Regions from separate parts of the Oryzias latipes genome. Here region 1 is linked to region 2. The links are chromatin contacts, called in public Hi-C maps. All regions are on one chromosome and are shown on one strand. Each heading gives the region's core, a stretch centred on a gene start, on an enhancer-like site or on the middle of the called end of the contact. The rest is flanking DNA. Distances are from core to core; before and after follow the strand shown.

Evidence for each region. Hi-C and Micro-C count contacts between places; a contact is called where the count stands out from the background.
Region 1: a contact with region 2 is called in a Hi-C map of embryo, with 2.9 times the contacts expected there. The contact joins the promoter of LOC101171819 here to the promoter of ncbp2 in region 2. A contact is called at or near these places in 2 of 5 Hi-C or Micro-C datasets (embryo and fibroblasts).

The regions. Positions count from the first base shown.
Region 1 is chr4:18,137,364-18,145,028 of ASM223467v1, reverse strand. It overlaps LOC101171819, which reads left to right and starts at 5,382. Exons shown (of 12, transcript XM_023954351.1): 1 at 5,382-5,597; 2 at 5,947-6,100; 3 at 6,176-6,329; 4 at 7,033-7,239. The coding sequence starts at 5,498. It overlaps tm4sf4 (transmembrane 4 L6 family member 4), which reads right to left and starts at 3,028. Exons shown (of 5, transcript XM_004068043.4): 1 at 2,624-3,028; 2 at 1,435-1,524; 3 at 297-445. The coding sequence starts at 2,794.
Region 2 is chr4:17,989,669-17,997,412 of ASM223467v1, reverse strand. It overlaps ncbp2 (nuclear cap-binding protein subunit 2), which reads right to left and starts at 2,055. Exons shown (of 5, transcript XM_004068041.4): 1 at 1,888-2,055; 2 at 1,146-1,232; 3 at 898-992; 4 at 263-401; 5 at 1-147. The coding sequence starts at 1,962. The coding sequence ends at 49. fkbp2 (peptidyl-prolyl cis-trans isomerase FKBP2) reads right to left here and starts at 4,062. Exons shown (of 2, transcript XM_004068040.4): 1 at 3,476-4,062; 2 at 2,955-3,296. The coding sequence starts at 3,929. The coding sequence ends at 3,513. LOC101159004 (a long non-coding RNA gene) reads left to right here and starts at 7,741. Exons shown (of 2, transcript XR_908651.3): 1 at 7,741-7,744.

The DNA.
Region 1 (7,665 bases), core at 4,133-6,632, 140 kb before region 2:
AGTGAAAAACATAAAAAGAAATGTACTTCTTTTTAGGGAAATGACTTGTTTATTTGAAGTACTTTTTGATATTTCCCTGCAAAAGATTACATATTAAGCTTTATATGATTTAATTTTATTGGTGCAGCAAGTAATTCACTATAAAATCTTGACATTAGTCTGTTGTTTTGATAGAATTCTTTCTAACAGATAGATTTTGTTTAGTCAGTTAAGTCAGTTAACCTGTTATACAAGTTGTGCAAGCACACAGATGATTAACGTGTATGTGTTTTATAATTTCATTCTGTGATTCTCACCCATCGGAAAATGGGTATCCCCATATGGTTCCATTACTTGTGCTATTAAAGAGACACAGAGGTCCTTGATTGATGGCCACAGCAGAGACTATAACTGAGTAACCGGCTCCTAAAACACCAACAGCTGCAAACAGGATGGAGCTCAGCATCTACACAGAGAAAATAGAGAAAAAAGTTATACTAACATTAAATGCAATGCAAAGGCTTAAAGGTTGAAAGTTGACCAAAGTGGGAGGTGGTGCAAAAGTGCAGTCTAACAGACCTCTGCTTGTTAAGTCATTCCCAAACTCCCACTCCCACATTCCTTATCGATCATTGTGTGTATCTGTTGTATCTTTCTCTCAACACAATGGCAGCTCTGTATGGAAACTCCCGTCGGAGTCAATACTGTCTCATGACAGCGATCAAATTCTTATCTTGTGTTTTTCTTCTAATTTATGGGTGTGTAAATTAGGGAAGGTGTGTGTCCAGCGCCACTGTGTTTGTTTTCCATTACATCCTCTGGGAGTTTCTGCTTTTCTGAAAGCAGATGGCTCACAGTAAAACACCAATAATCAGTGTTGATCCATAAATGAGAGAAGGGTCATCACAGATTATACTGTGTTTATTCATTATTTTAAGAGTCAAATGTAAGAGTTTTCAAAAACCCTAAGGTTGACAATCATCAGGCGCGTTGGAGTCAGTAAAAAATAATGCCGTCCCACTGGCTTTTTTCTCTGCTTCCTAAACTTAACATGATAAATGTTTTGGATGTAGTTTTCTTATCTGGTTAACAATGTCTCTGCAGAGATTAGACTCTAAATTTAGTTCCTTGTTCCCCTTTTCACAGATTCCTGAGCTAGGACTACACATAGGCAGAGCATTAATTACATTTAAATTCTGTTGGCTGAACTATTGTAGGGGAAGACGTATTGACAGATCTTTCTCTACTCAGAGGATACAATAGTAGGTATTTTTCTCAAGATACACATTTTCACAGCTGCTTTTTGTTAGAAGTGCAAAAAAGTATGATTTCAACAAGGCAGAAAGATGGTGATATTGTTGCACTGATGTTGGTTTAAGCTACTTTCAATCAGCTGTAAATGTCGTTTTCCTGTAAATGTCATTTTGTTATGAGAAATATATAAAACTAACTCACAGCAAATCTTCTCCCACAGCTTTCGTTTCCACAGCAACCGCAGCAGTCATTGTTCTTCAGACCCAGGAAAACCAGAGCTGGGAATATCATCTGGCATTCACACATACATAAAAAGTCAGTAGGTGGCTGTGTATGTTTTCTTTGGTGTCTCTAAGAAAAGTGAATTACCACTTTTAAACTGGTGAAATATTTTAGCTAAAAGATGCAAACATACCCCAGCATGTAATAAAGATACTGTAAAACCACCAAAGCGCACAATAATTTAAAAATTCTTATACCTGTCTATATTTAAACTGCAAATGTAAAAAAAAAAAAAAAGTTCTAGAGATATAGATTTTTTTTACATGTTTTTTTATTTTTAGAAAAGTGTTTTTCTAAATGACCTGTTCAGGGTGTGACCTGCCTTCGCCCAACATTAGCCAGGAAAGAGTCCGCCAGCCCCGTGACCCCAAAAAGGGTACAGCGGGCAAAGAAAATGGATGAATGGATGCTTTTCTAAATACCATTTAAAAAAAATCTAATAACCTTGTAATTTGACATTTTAAGGTTTTTTCACATCAATAATATACAAAACCTGCGAAAATGCTTTTATGATGTAATGATAGTTTGCAGGGATCTTAAATCATGCATTTATTTTATTTTATATCCTTTCTTTTATTTATATTGTTATTATTTAATTTATTTATTTTAAATATTTATTATCAATTTTAGTTGTAAGTTCATGAATTACTGTTTGGGCTATTGGTAAAACAAAATGAGATGGTAGGTCAAAGTTTGACTTTGACGATGAAAAAAAAAACATTTAGATGCAATTAGGTGTGAAATAAAAATCTGAACTTTTTGGTTATTTTCCTGAATAGTTCTTTTTTTATAAATAAATTGTGACTAGGAAATTAAATGAGAAATTTAAATGGAAAAAATGGAAAATTTAAGAAAATAAAAAATTGAAGTTAGGATAAAATTCATATTGTAAAATAAAAGATTAAGAGGAAAAACATGTCAGATATTTCCATCCATCCATCTTCGGATGGCTGAATCTCTTTCATGGAGCTGTGTTAGATATTTGAGATTATAAATTAATATTTTGACTTAACTTCCAGGATTTTGAGATTTTAAAAGAAATACTGAGAATTTCAAAAAGGTTTTTTAGAATATTTACAAAATAAATGCATACTATTAAAGCACTTACCAGTACTCCTGATCCCAGAATCCCTCCAAAGTACCAGACCTGTTTGGAGATGTGCTCACTCTCAACGATCTTTCCATCCGGGAAGAAAAGCAGAATGTTGCACAACACGCACACAATTGCCAAAGGGAGCAGGCTGATGCCTAGACATTTGGCAAATCCTCCAGAACACATCCTAAATTTAATTTTTTGACTGCCTCTGAAGTAACAGCTGCTGATCTTCAAAAAAAACTGGTCTTTTTGCAGTCTGGACTTTCAGATATGAGCACGTCCACGGTTTTCTATTCCAGGTGAAGTTGGTTGAGTCCTATGATTTTACCTCTGACCGCCACTTTAAAAGACTTCCATATATCTGAAGGATGGTGTGTGGTTCACCTGTACTGTATCTGAGGATGGACACTGCCCAATTCAAGCTTTTATACTTCCTCCGCCTTGCTCTAAGTGAGCTAATAGTTCCTCTGTTACATCAGCCAGCTGTATATGGCAAGATCTCCCACATCCACACAAAGTGCAAACACACAGACATGCTCTTATGACTACATGTAAAACACACAAAGAGCCATTAATGAAGGAATATATTGCTGTGTGCTCACAAAGACACAACAGTGAAGGGACAGTGGCCACAAAGGTTAATGTTCTACCATGGATTTAGTGCAAATGGCAACAGACAAGGAAGAGACAGGCAGCTGGTCGATAAGCAGGGTCTTTGTAGCTGGGGTACCCCGACCAAAGATGTTGTATGTCAGAGGAAAGACTATTGGACAGGTATGTCAGTGTAGATTCTCAGTCAGCCAGGTCACGATAAAATGAAAAGCTCTAAAAAATGAAAAATAAAAAAACTCAATTGGACAGGTACTGTATGTACAAAACACAAAAATGTGCTGAAAAATGTGGCAAAAGTGAGCACATTGTACAGTCAAAAACCAATTATCACAATCTCCATTTGAAAGTAATCAGCCAAGTAAATAGTTAGCTTATCAAAATTTGACTGATAATTAAAGAGTCCATCAAAAACATCTGGTTTTACAAAGTATTCTAAAAACGTTTTTTCTTTGTGACACTCACTGCACGTTTCTGAATATGTTTATCGTTGTGTTATTTTAAAGTTAAAAATTTTAAACTCAAAATCTTAAAAAGCTTTCAAACTATTTAGTAGGGGTGTAACTATTATTATTATTATTATTTTAACTTTTCCTTTCCAACAGCTGGGCGTACAGATGAAAGCTGAAGGCCTCTTGTGTTGGACATATTTTACTTTAACAACTGGGGTTATGAATCTTCTGACAAACTAGAGGTATGTCTGAACCTTTTGTAATCAAGGCCAAACTTAATTCATTTTGATCATATTTGAAAACCTTTGGTGTTGGACCGGACGTAAAGGGAAAGAAGGGAAGAAGAGAGATTGATGTTAGAGAGGGGGGGATATGAGGGTGATTATAGAAGGGGGGGTAAAAGCATGAAGCAACATAAAGCAACAAGTTGCTGGATGGTTATAATCATTACAGTGAGGTTCAGATGTAATACAAGTCTATAAGGGCGGGGCCTGTCCACACACACACTCAAATGGTATAAACACACCTGTTGGCTCCAAAAACGTCCACTTGTCAACATGTACACAACACAAATAATGTTCACACACGCATACCTATGCCTTCAAACCAGCTAGTTTGAAATATTTCATTCAATCACCCAAAGTATTTGTACAAAGGTGAGCTAACACCTGTGGTCGAGTGAGTGTTTATGTTCTTCTGAAGTAGATGATGGAATGTGAAAAGAAGGAGGGAGAGTGCCCAGCCATCCCCACACCAAGACCCCCGCCGCAGCAGCAGCGGCAGCCAGAACCCCTCTACAATTATTTTTAACATTGATTCAATTTATATCATACATTTGTAGATGATACAATTGATGATACAATTGATACAATTAATTTTTAACAATCCAATTCGATCCGATTCAATGAGCTAAGATTGATCCAGGACAGTGTATTTAGGAGTGTGACTCAGAGATAATTACTTACTGAACAGTGCTGGTGAAGTTTTCCAGATTCCTTGTATTTCTTGCAAGACACAATCAACTGTAAATTATATATGTGTACAAACATACAAGAATTAATGGAAAATCCGTTCAAATTTTAGTTTCATAAAGTTCTGCACAATGTTGTTTTTCCACATCAAAATTATACAAATGGAACATTATTAGATCATTTTACCACACTGTATGGTGACATGTCTTTGCAAAATGCAAAAATCCAAATGGCATTTTCCAAGATCAATATAATATGATTTTAGAATAGTACAGCTCAATTCGATTAACAGCTTGCCTCAGACAGATTGAACTGGTTGGAATGTAGGAATATAAATTGATTAAGTCGGTTAATCGTTACACCTACCATTTACTTAAATTCATGTTGAATTATGGTTGACAAAAAATACTTATTAATGCTCAGCTGAGGTAAAATCAATGGAAAGATTTTTTTTAAAACGGTGCCATGAGCTGTTTTTATAGGAGATGTAATATTTTTATTCAACATTTTCATCAACTGCAACCAAGAAAGTAGGTATTACAATATCCCTTATCGAATGGAGTTTATTTCTTTCTTTCTTTCTTTCTTTTTATTCTTTATTATTTAATAAAGCTGTTTTCATAGATTTTTCTTACACATGGATCTGTGGCTGAAAATTGGCTGATCGATGTTTTCTGTGATCTACTTTTTTTCCCTGAGGGCTGTCAGTGATTGGCCTAGAAATATGAATCTGGGCCAATCCAGAAAATCCATACCAGATTAATCGATCAGAGTTGAAAGTCTACAGCGAACTGAGTCGTTTTCCCCGTCATTTTGCTGTTTTACTTCCACGTTTTACTTTTTGTTACAGCGGAATGGACACCGAGTTTACTTTCAACTCTCGTCGCTCCCCGGTGGTCTGTTTACACGGCTGTGTAGCAACCAGCCAACCTTTAGCCTCGACGGTGGGACTGGGTGAGTCAAAGTAACCATGGAAACTTGCAAAGGCAAAGTTCAACAAATGTCCAGTCGTCACCAACAACAATTACCCTTTTAAAACCATTTTACTTTTACATTTAAACCTTATTGTTTGAAGTACACTAGATGGTTAATTATTTATAGAAAAGTTTTTTTTATATGATATTTAGATGAAACTAAAAAATACACAAATATTATTTAATTTTCCGCGTATTTCAATTCAATAAGGACCTATTTGGCTCAAATTATTTCCTATATAGTAGAATAACTGAAAGAGGTGTTTATACTATATTATTGCTGTCTGTGTGATATTTGACTTCAGTCATTTGTGTGTTTTTGTGTGCAGATATCCTAAAGCGTGGTGGCAATGCTGCAGATGCTGCAGTTGCCATAGCAGCAGCCCTTGCAGTAACTGAGCCCTGCAGCACTGGCCTCGGTGGTGATGCTTTCTGCTTGTTCTACAGCGCAGACACTGGAGAAATTCAAGGGATCAATGGCAGGTGGACACCCCCCTGTCACTCATGCTACACCTGTTCTTGCAGAACTCTTATCCAAGCCTTTCTCTGTGTACGCAGTGGCCGAACAGCTCGCGCTCAGACTCTGGACTTCATGGAAAGTCGTGGCTTCTCTACAGAATCTCCTCCCTCTGTGTTTGATGCTTTGAATGTTACGGTACCAGGTGCCGCTGCATGCTGGTGTGACACCAAAGAGTTATTTGGAAGCCAAAAGGTTGGCCTGTTTGTGTTTCTTCTTTGTTCACATCTATTTTTCTTTTAGTGGATCATTTATTTTAGTTTTTGGCAAAACAAAGGTTTATTCAGTATAAATGTTTACAAGTGCAGTTGAGTTAAGAAAATTTTCCATCCGGGACCGGGTCACAGGGGCAGCAGTCTAAGCATAGATGCCCAGACTTTGTTCTCCTCGGCCACATCCTCCAGTTCCTCTGCGGGGACCCAAAAGGCGTTCCCAGGCCAGCAGAGAGATGTAGTCTCTCCAGAGAGGACACTCTCTTTAACTGTACAGCGATGTAATGTTTTTGTCAGTTAATTAAAAAAAATTAGTTCATTTAATTCTTACCATTCTATAGATTTACTATTTGTTTTTATTTTTGCCAGTAAAACTATGTCTAGCAGATTTTCTTTCATGTGAATTATTTTCTGGGTAATCCACTTCACTGAACTTTTCTGTTTTTAATCCTCTACCTGCACAATAATCATATTAGCTTTATTTGCCCCATTGTACATGAATTTTTAAATCTTTTTTTTGTAATGTTTTGGAATTCTTACAAATAAATAAAGTACTTTTTTGTGCTTGTAGAAAGTTTTAAACTCTTTTAAAACATGTCCTAATTTCCCGTGACACAGTGATTCTCCCATCCAGCTCATTGGCGTTTCCTGTAATTGACATGTGTTTCCTCTGTTTCCTTCTGTAGCTGTCCTTGCAAGAGATCCTAAGTGGAGCAGTGGAGCTGGCAGAGCTGGGGTTTCCTGTTGCTGAGGTTACAGCTCACCACTGGGCGGACAATGTGGCTGCTCTGAGGGATGCTGGGAAGAAACTCGGAGATGACTTACTAATTGACGGTCATGCACCTAAAAGTGGACAAGTATTCAAAAACCCAGCTCTGGCTAGAACTCTCAAGGTAAATCTTTAAAAATAAGAAAAAAGAATGAGGTAAATATAAGATGTCATGATATTAGGAGCATTGAATTAATTTTAATGACTTTTTTTCTCAGATACTACTTAAAACCTTGATTTAGTGTTTGGAGACTGGATTTATCCATTAAAGTACATCATTATTTAACTTGCAAAGTCAGCTTTTTTTTGGCAAATTGTTTTACATACTAAAGTTGACGAACACTCAAGCTAAGAATAACATTACCAAGATATTTTCCTTAAATTTACTATACATTTACTTTTTAAATAATAAGTCTCCAAACCACTGTATTGGCTTGTAAATTTGGCAAGTGCATCCTCGGAGGCTTCCATCATTTATCTCAGCCTTTTTTTATTTATTTGCAAAAAATAAATTAATAACGTATTTAACCAATATACTTTTAATTACCTG
Region 2 (7,744 bases), core at 806-3,305:
AATAAATTCAGTCCTGTATGAAGTCCAATCAAAACACTCAGACTTGGTCTAAAAAGTATTGCGAGCTTCTGTGCTCCGCTGTTGCTGCGCCAGCTTCCCATAGCCTCCTCTGGCAGGATCGTAGTCCTGCCTGTACTCATCTCTCACCTACACAAAAACAGAGACAACAATCAAACATTTTCATAGACGTATGTACTTTGTGACGCAAACTGCATCAACAAACACTTTTGGACTTTTCACAGACACTTTAACCATATCTCACCTGTCCTCCAGACTTTCCTCGCCCGTACTGCCGGCCCTCTTTGAAGCCAGCATCCCAATCTGTCCTGATGATGCGATCATCCAGCCGTGTGCCATTAACGAAGCGCATGGCGTTTTCTGCATCTCCTCGTGTGTAATATCTGGCACGCCAGCAGTTAAATCCTTTCTAACAAAAGCTTCAGTCGGCTTGGGCTGCACTGGGATGTTACTGTCGGCTTCTTAATAAGTTTGATAGATTTCATGCAAAACAATTTCTACATTTAAACAGTTCTAAGGTATGTAATAAAACTAAGTTTGTACTCTGTAACCACAAGCAAAAACACTTTAGAGTGAACATTAACAGAATACCTACTATAACTGTAGTTAAGGTTTAAATTACTATACTCGCTGTGTGTTTTACAAACTCATTAGAGCCTAAATGGTGTAAATGTAGATACCTATGGAGCTTTGCCAAAATGATGAAGAAAAGTAACTGCCACAACACAAATCATGAGGTCTTAATTATTTAAAAGATGACAAAAATATTTATCAAATAATGTAAGTCATATGTTATTTAGGGAGATGGAATCACAAAATGTACATTTTTACCTTTGCATAGAAGATAAATCATCCATGTCTGGTTGTTCAAAAGGATACTCTACAAAGCAGAAGCCACAGGCAGTTTTTTTGACTTTATCAAGGCCGATGATGATCCTCTTAACATCTCCGCATTTAGCAAACAACTCATGAACCTGTTAAAAAGTCACCAAAGGAAAGAAATTAATTTTAAAAAAAAAAGACTTAAGACGTGAAAAAAAAAAAAAAAAAATTGACCTAATTATTTCATTACCAGGACTGGAGATCATAACTTCACATCAGTCTGAAGCAGAGTTGAAGAATCTCACCTGCTCCTCAGTGGTGTAGAAGGACAGATTCCCCACATACAAAGTGTTGCTCTGTTTCAGCAGCTTCTCCTGTTCATAACGGTTCCCCTAATACCGAACAAGCAATGAAAAATTGTCAACACTTGACAATTAATAGACATTTGGCACGAAAAAAATACAACACCTTTTTATTTCACCTCCTTTATTTCTTTAAGCTATAAATCAACCTGTGTAAGGCATTTTAAAAGTGGAAGGTTAAAATAAATAAATCTAATCTATAAATTTATTGCCCATTCGAAATGTTAACTATAGATTTTATTTTCTTGGGTCTTCTTGTGCTGCTGCCTCTTGTTGTCCACGTAGCACCCTTTTTTTATTTTTAAATATTTTTAAGATTCATTTATAAAAGGTTCTATATCTTCTAAAGCTTGATTTGAATTAAAGTAAAATTATGCATCCATCAAAACAACGAAAATAACGAACGAAACAGAAAAATAATTGTTTCAGTGTAGCAAAAGCTTTATTATTTTTATATTGAATTTGGACTAAGAAACAGCAATGCAAGCAATTAAAACGCGGTGTAATTAAGAGAATAACATGTTTGTTTTGTAACTTTACTAAAGCGATTGACAAGGAGCAAAATTATTGGTGCAATCAATTTAATTTTAAAATGAAGCATAACCGCGCTTTTGTTTTCACATGTTTTGCTAGCTTGATGGGTCTAAAACAACTCATATGACTTCTACGTTCATTTCTCACTTACCTTAAAATGTTGGTCCCTATACTGACTAACTTCAATGTAAGAATCGCTGTGTAAAGCGTTTAATTTAACAGACATTATGATGCAAACGGTCAAAAAGCCGCGTAACTGCTAACCAGTGTTAGCGTGAGAGGTATCAGTTCCGGTTGTGCGCTCGTTTATTGACTCCGGGTGGATATTTGACCTGGACATCTGACAGTCTTTGTTGTTGGAAACATAATTTTAAATACGATGAGTTATTGGTGATGCTCTTTTTCTACTCATGCTTTTAACTTTGTGATTAAAGGAAATATCTTTAACTTTGTTTTTCCTGTTATTGATAGATTTATTGCTTTCTTCTTTTGGGCGTTTTGTTCAGTTTTGCCTGGGTTATAGTTGTCACGTTTGTTCAAAGTTTGAAATAAATAAAAGCTCAAGCCTCATAAAAATTGGCGAGGAACTTAAAAAAAAGTATTTTCTGTTGTATGAAGATGGCACTTACAAAAGTCTATTTTTAGGTTAGTATATGTTGCCAATTACAAAAATGTAAAAACCTTATATTTCAAATGTTTGGATATCTTTCTTCTTTAAAATAAAATCACCAGCTTTTAAATCTGAATTGATATTTGCTTTACAGGTTTTTCTTTACTCTTTTAGAAAATATTGTAAAGTTTCTGAGATTCATTCAGAAACCTTTATGCAAAGCTATTCCATCTCAAGGGCACACAGAATTGCACCATCTTTGCATAGTATTGCACTGCAATACTCCAGCTGCAGACTATATGTGAAACGTGGAACCATGCTATTGGCTGCAGCCTGATTACAACAGTTTATTCTGTTCTGTCTTACTTTTTTCACATTTTTTTTAAATGTACATTAGATAAATGTTAGTATTTAAAACTGTTACTCATCCTTCTTGACTTTAACAGTTCTACTATATGCAAAATGCCTACTAACTGTCCAGAAGAGAAAACTTTTAGTCTTGTGCACAGATTTATCACATCTGTTTCTTGCTTTTGACTTCTGACACATTTAAACATTCAAAGTTCAAAAATTAATACATTGCAAAAAAAAAAAGAAAAAAGAAACAATTTAAACACAGGGTGGCATTTTATTTTTTGGAACAAAGTGAACACAAATGTTCCCCCCTAATCTGTTCCACTGATTCACTTTCATTGATTTAATGTAAATTTAACTACCTAAACAAATCAGAAATGTATTAGAGTTTGCATCAAAGAAATAAGAAATTAAGAATAACGTTGCTCAAAAGCAGGACAGTTCTTTAGAAAAGATGAACCCAGCTGCTGGCTGACAGTTTGCTACATAGCAAGTCCAAAACATGATCAGCTCATAATAAAGAGTTGTGGTTCTGCTGAGAAGTCTTGACTTGTATGTCAGTTTCCATCATGGTCTCCTTAATGCAACAGCAGCACCTGGAACCGGAAGACAAAACCAGAATAAATGAAAACAGTGGAAGACATGACAGGTGTTATAGTGTTATGGATGTGGGACCAAACATGTTCAAATAAATAAATAAAAACCTCACAGGTTTCTTATAATATTGTTCTAAGAGTAATCAAAGACCACCAGACAGTCAAGCTAATAATCCCACCTGCTACATCCTGTCAAAGTTCCCTTCCTTCTCGTCATCAAAGCTCAGATCTCCTCTCGATGCTGAGCAGCTCCACCTCAAAGATGAGCGTTGCTCCCCCGGGAATCTTCGGAGGAGCTCCCCGGTCTCCGTAGCCCAGCTCGGCGGGGATGACCAGCTTCCTCTTTTCCCCCTCGCACATCCCCAGCAGGCCCTGGTCCCAGCCTTTGATCACTTGCCCGGTGCCCAGGGTGAAGGTGAAGGGTCTGTCGCGGGGAATGCTGCTGTCGAACTCGGTGCCGTCCTCCAGTTTTCCGGTGTAGTGCATGTTCAGCACGTCTCCCTTTCGGGACTTGATGGGGCAGTTGTCCACGCGCTTCTTGATGCCAATCTGCAGCTTTTTCTTGTCGGCTCCGTTCACTGCGGCGGGACTCAGAGACAGCGCCGCAACCGCAACTAACCACAGCGCCCGCATAACTTATTGTTGATAAGCGAAAATTTGTAGTAAAGAATCAACTTTCAAATTTAACGAAGTACTTGGTGAGGAAAAAACCCCGACTAAAACAGAATGGTTTAGAAAGCGCATGCGCGAATGGGGGCGGAAGTACTTCTTCTTCTTCTTGTAGTTTAAATAGCGGGAGGCACCAACGTCAGGGTGCATTACCGCCACATACTGTATTGGAGTATGGGTCGGAGTTGGGGACTGCCTGATTCTGGTTCTGCTAAAAAAAAAAAAAAACTATAATTGCACCATTAAAATTTTCTTCCCCTCCCAAAAGCTTCTTTAAATTCAGCCGTTCACCCTCTGGCACCCGTGCTCTATTCTCCAGCTGTCTACTTGCTTCCCTATACAATTCGCAATGACACAAAACGTGCTCCACTGATTCTTCGCCTTTCCCGCACTCACAGAAACCAGTTGGATGTTTCCCTATCAAATGTAATGTATTATTTAGAGCAGTGTGTCCCATCCTCAATCGTGATAGTATGCCGTGATCTCTGAACTAAATGACATTGCCAACATTTCAACTGCAAAAACTGAAAGATCCTTTGACGTCTTGATTCTGACACATTTTCCCAATGTAGGGGTACAGAAAGAAAAAACAGTTCTCTTTGTTTCTGGGTCTTTAGATCCATCTGTATATATGGAAATAAATAAGGCATGTTATGTGTCTAACCTGTCTGCTGTGATTTCATCCCAGTGTCGCTTCCCTTTGCTACCCTCCATCTTCCTGGTTGGAAAAACCCAGAAAGGAGTGGCCGGGAACAAAAACGTCTTCTTTAGGGTTTTACCATGAATCTTTTGTTTTCTCTCGCTAATCTAGCTAATTTCCAAGCAACACTTTCGTGTTTCCCAATACCACTTTCCCAACAGGGAGCAATAGTTCTCCTAACCATGTGCTTTTCATCTGCACAACCCTGTATGTTCACCCAATAATGAAGTAGCAGTTGCCTTACTCTGAGATTCAATGGCAGATCCCCCATTTCAACTTGTAATGACACAGCAGGAGTTGACCTCATAGCCCCAGTACATATTCTCAACACCTGATTTTGAATTACCACTACCTTATGTAACAGAGTTTGCAAGCCGAATTGTAAACAATAATTCCATAATTTGTGACTGACCTAATCATTGTAACGTATATTTGTCTCAATGCCCGTGCACTAGCTCCCCACCCAGTGCCTTTCAAGCATCTCATAATATTTATGACTTTCTTACATCTCCCTACTATACTATCAATATCCTCTCTCCATTTCAATTTTGTATCAAATATAACTCCAAGATACCTAAAACTTTGCACTTGCTCCAATACTTCTCCATATAATTTTAAGTTCAAAACATTTTCACGTTTCATAGTAAAAATCATGCATTTTGTTTTAGCCACTGAAAATTTGAAGCCCCATCATAGGACCAGTTTTCCACCTCCGTAATAGCGTCTTGTATCTCTCTCTTCACATAATGGATATTCTTCCCCTCTTCCACAATGCTCCGTCATCTGCAAATAATGCTTTCCCAAATTCACATCCAATGGAGTTAAAGATATCATTAATCATAATTGAAAACAGCACAGGGCTAATCACACTTCCTTGTGGGGTTCCATTATCCACTACGTATCTATTAGAAAAAGACTTTCCTATTCTAACTTGAACATATCTATCAAATAAAAATCCTTAATCCAATTATAAATTCATCCAGTAAGTCCTAAATTACCTAATTTTATCAATAAACCCTCTTTCCAGACCATGTCATAGGCCTTTTCTTTATAAAAAAAATACTGCAACCAAACATTCCTTATCTACTTGGGCTTTCCTAATGTCCGGTTCTACCCCTTGTGCTATCTTAGATGACCCCATCCGTACATTGACGTGGTCTCCCTACCATGACAAAGGTGGATAAAGGTGGAAAGATTTCATGTAATCCATGGATACCAGTGAGGATCACAAATCCTTGAAGAAAAAAGGTTCAGAGCACTGTCTAGTGGGTCCAGATGACCCAACTCCCAATGTTAAAGTGCCTAGGATAGCACAAGTGCTATACAGACTACAGGGTCCATGGTCTCTCGACCTTTCCTAAAACCATTCTGATATTGGGACAATACATTTTTACTTTCCAGGTAATAAGACAATCTCTCATTTACTGTATCATTCTTTCCATTATTTTACCAACATTTGATGTGAGTGCTATGGGCCTGTAATTTTCTGGGCTGCTCGGATCTTTCTCAGGTTTTACTAAAGGAATAACCACAGACTCTTTCCAATGGGCGGAAGTACTTTGCTGGTCTTTTTTTTTAAAGCTTTATTATTATTTTTTTCCCAACAAACTTTGTTGAGCACAACGATCCAGTACAAAACAGTGCAATAGGAAAAAACAATAGGAAAAAAGACTAGCGAGGGGGTTATTATTACATTTTACACAGTTATTGAAACTGATGCACAGATCAAGTGTTTTAACCGCTTTCTTATTGTCAGAATGTTTTATTGTGTTTATGTATTGTTTGACCTCAAAGATAGAGTAAAGAGGGGTGTGATTTGAAAAGTTTGATTTATGAATGTTCCATTTGCACAATAATAATAATAATAATAATAATAAATATATAATAATAATAGTAATAATAATAATAATAATATTGTACTTGTTATTATACTTGTTTTTTTATGACATGGACAATGAGTGAGGCCAAAAAGTTCATGTTCTAAGTCTAAGTCTAAGTCTATGTGGGCGGAAATAAAGCTACAAACTTTAGACCAGAGTTTAGTGGAAAAGGGCCATGACCATAATAAATTCACAGCATCTTCAGGGTGTTCTTGACAGAAAGAGCAGGTTACATCAATGTCTTTTTTGAATCTTTGCAGGTATAGTCTGGATGGCTAGAATTCATGGATTAATTTAAATGAGATTTCTTTTACTTTATTGGTTAACAAATATTTTGCTGGCAGATTCCATATCTTTTTCGATAAACTAGATTATTCCGATAAGGAACTACATAGGTAATACCCACAACATCCTTCTGAAAAAGTGAACGTATAAGGCGATTTGTGTTGCGTGAAGAGAAAAAACAAATTTGGCTAATTTCTATTTTAGTTTGGTCAGTCGGTAATAAAGTTGGACTCTGCAATGATGAGCTTTTAAATAACATGCTAGCATATTTAGGGATTGCCTTTAGGACAATGGTAAACTCAGTTTGAGGTATTTTGAAGCTGTATTTATGGCAAAATTCTTCGTGTGACATTAGAGATGCATTTGAGTCAAACAGTTGACGAACCAGAAGGTTGTTTTGAGTAAACCAAGATTCTAAAGCATTATATGTTTATTGTTTACAAAGTCAGTGTAGTGAAAAAAATAATTTAAGAAAGAAAAATAATTTAATTTAGGGAAAACTTAAAATAGAATTTTTCAACATTTTTATAAATTAATGTTGTTTTTTATTTTTCATATTCGAAATACATTTAAGAGAGTTAAAATAATCAGAAAAGTAGATTTAATAGATATAAAGAAGATTTAAATAGATTTAAAAAAGATGACTTACAACAGACTGACTCTGTTAAGGTTTAACATCAACATAACATAGATTAGAAACATCTCAGTCCAAATTGTCTATGAAGTAGAAAACATCAGTTAAAGAAAAAGTGGTAATATTTAAAACTTTAAGAGACACCCAATCATGGATATCAGTACAGAAAACCTTGATATGTTTACAACTTTAATGAGTTTTCATCACTTTAAAAATTTCCCCCAGTACATTTAATTCACACGGATGGCGCTGTGGCTTCTCTTTACCTATAGGTGGCGAC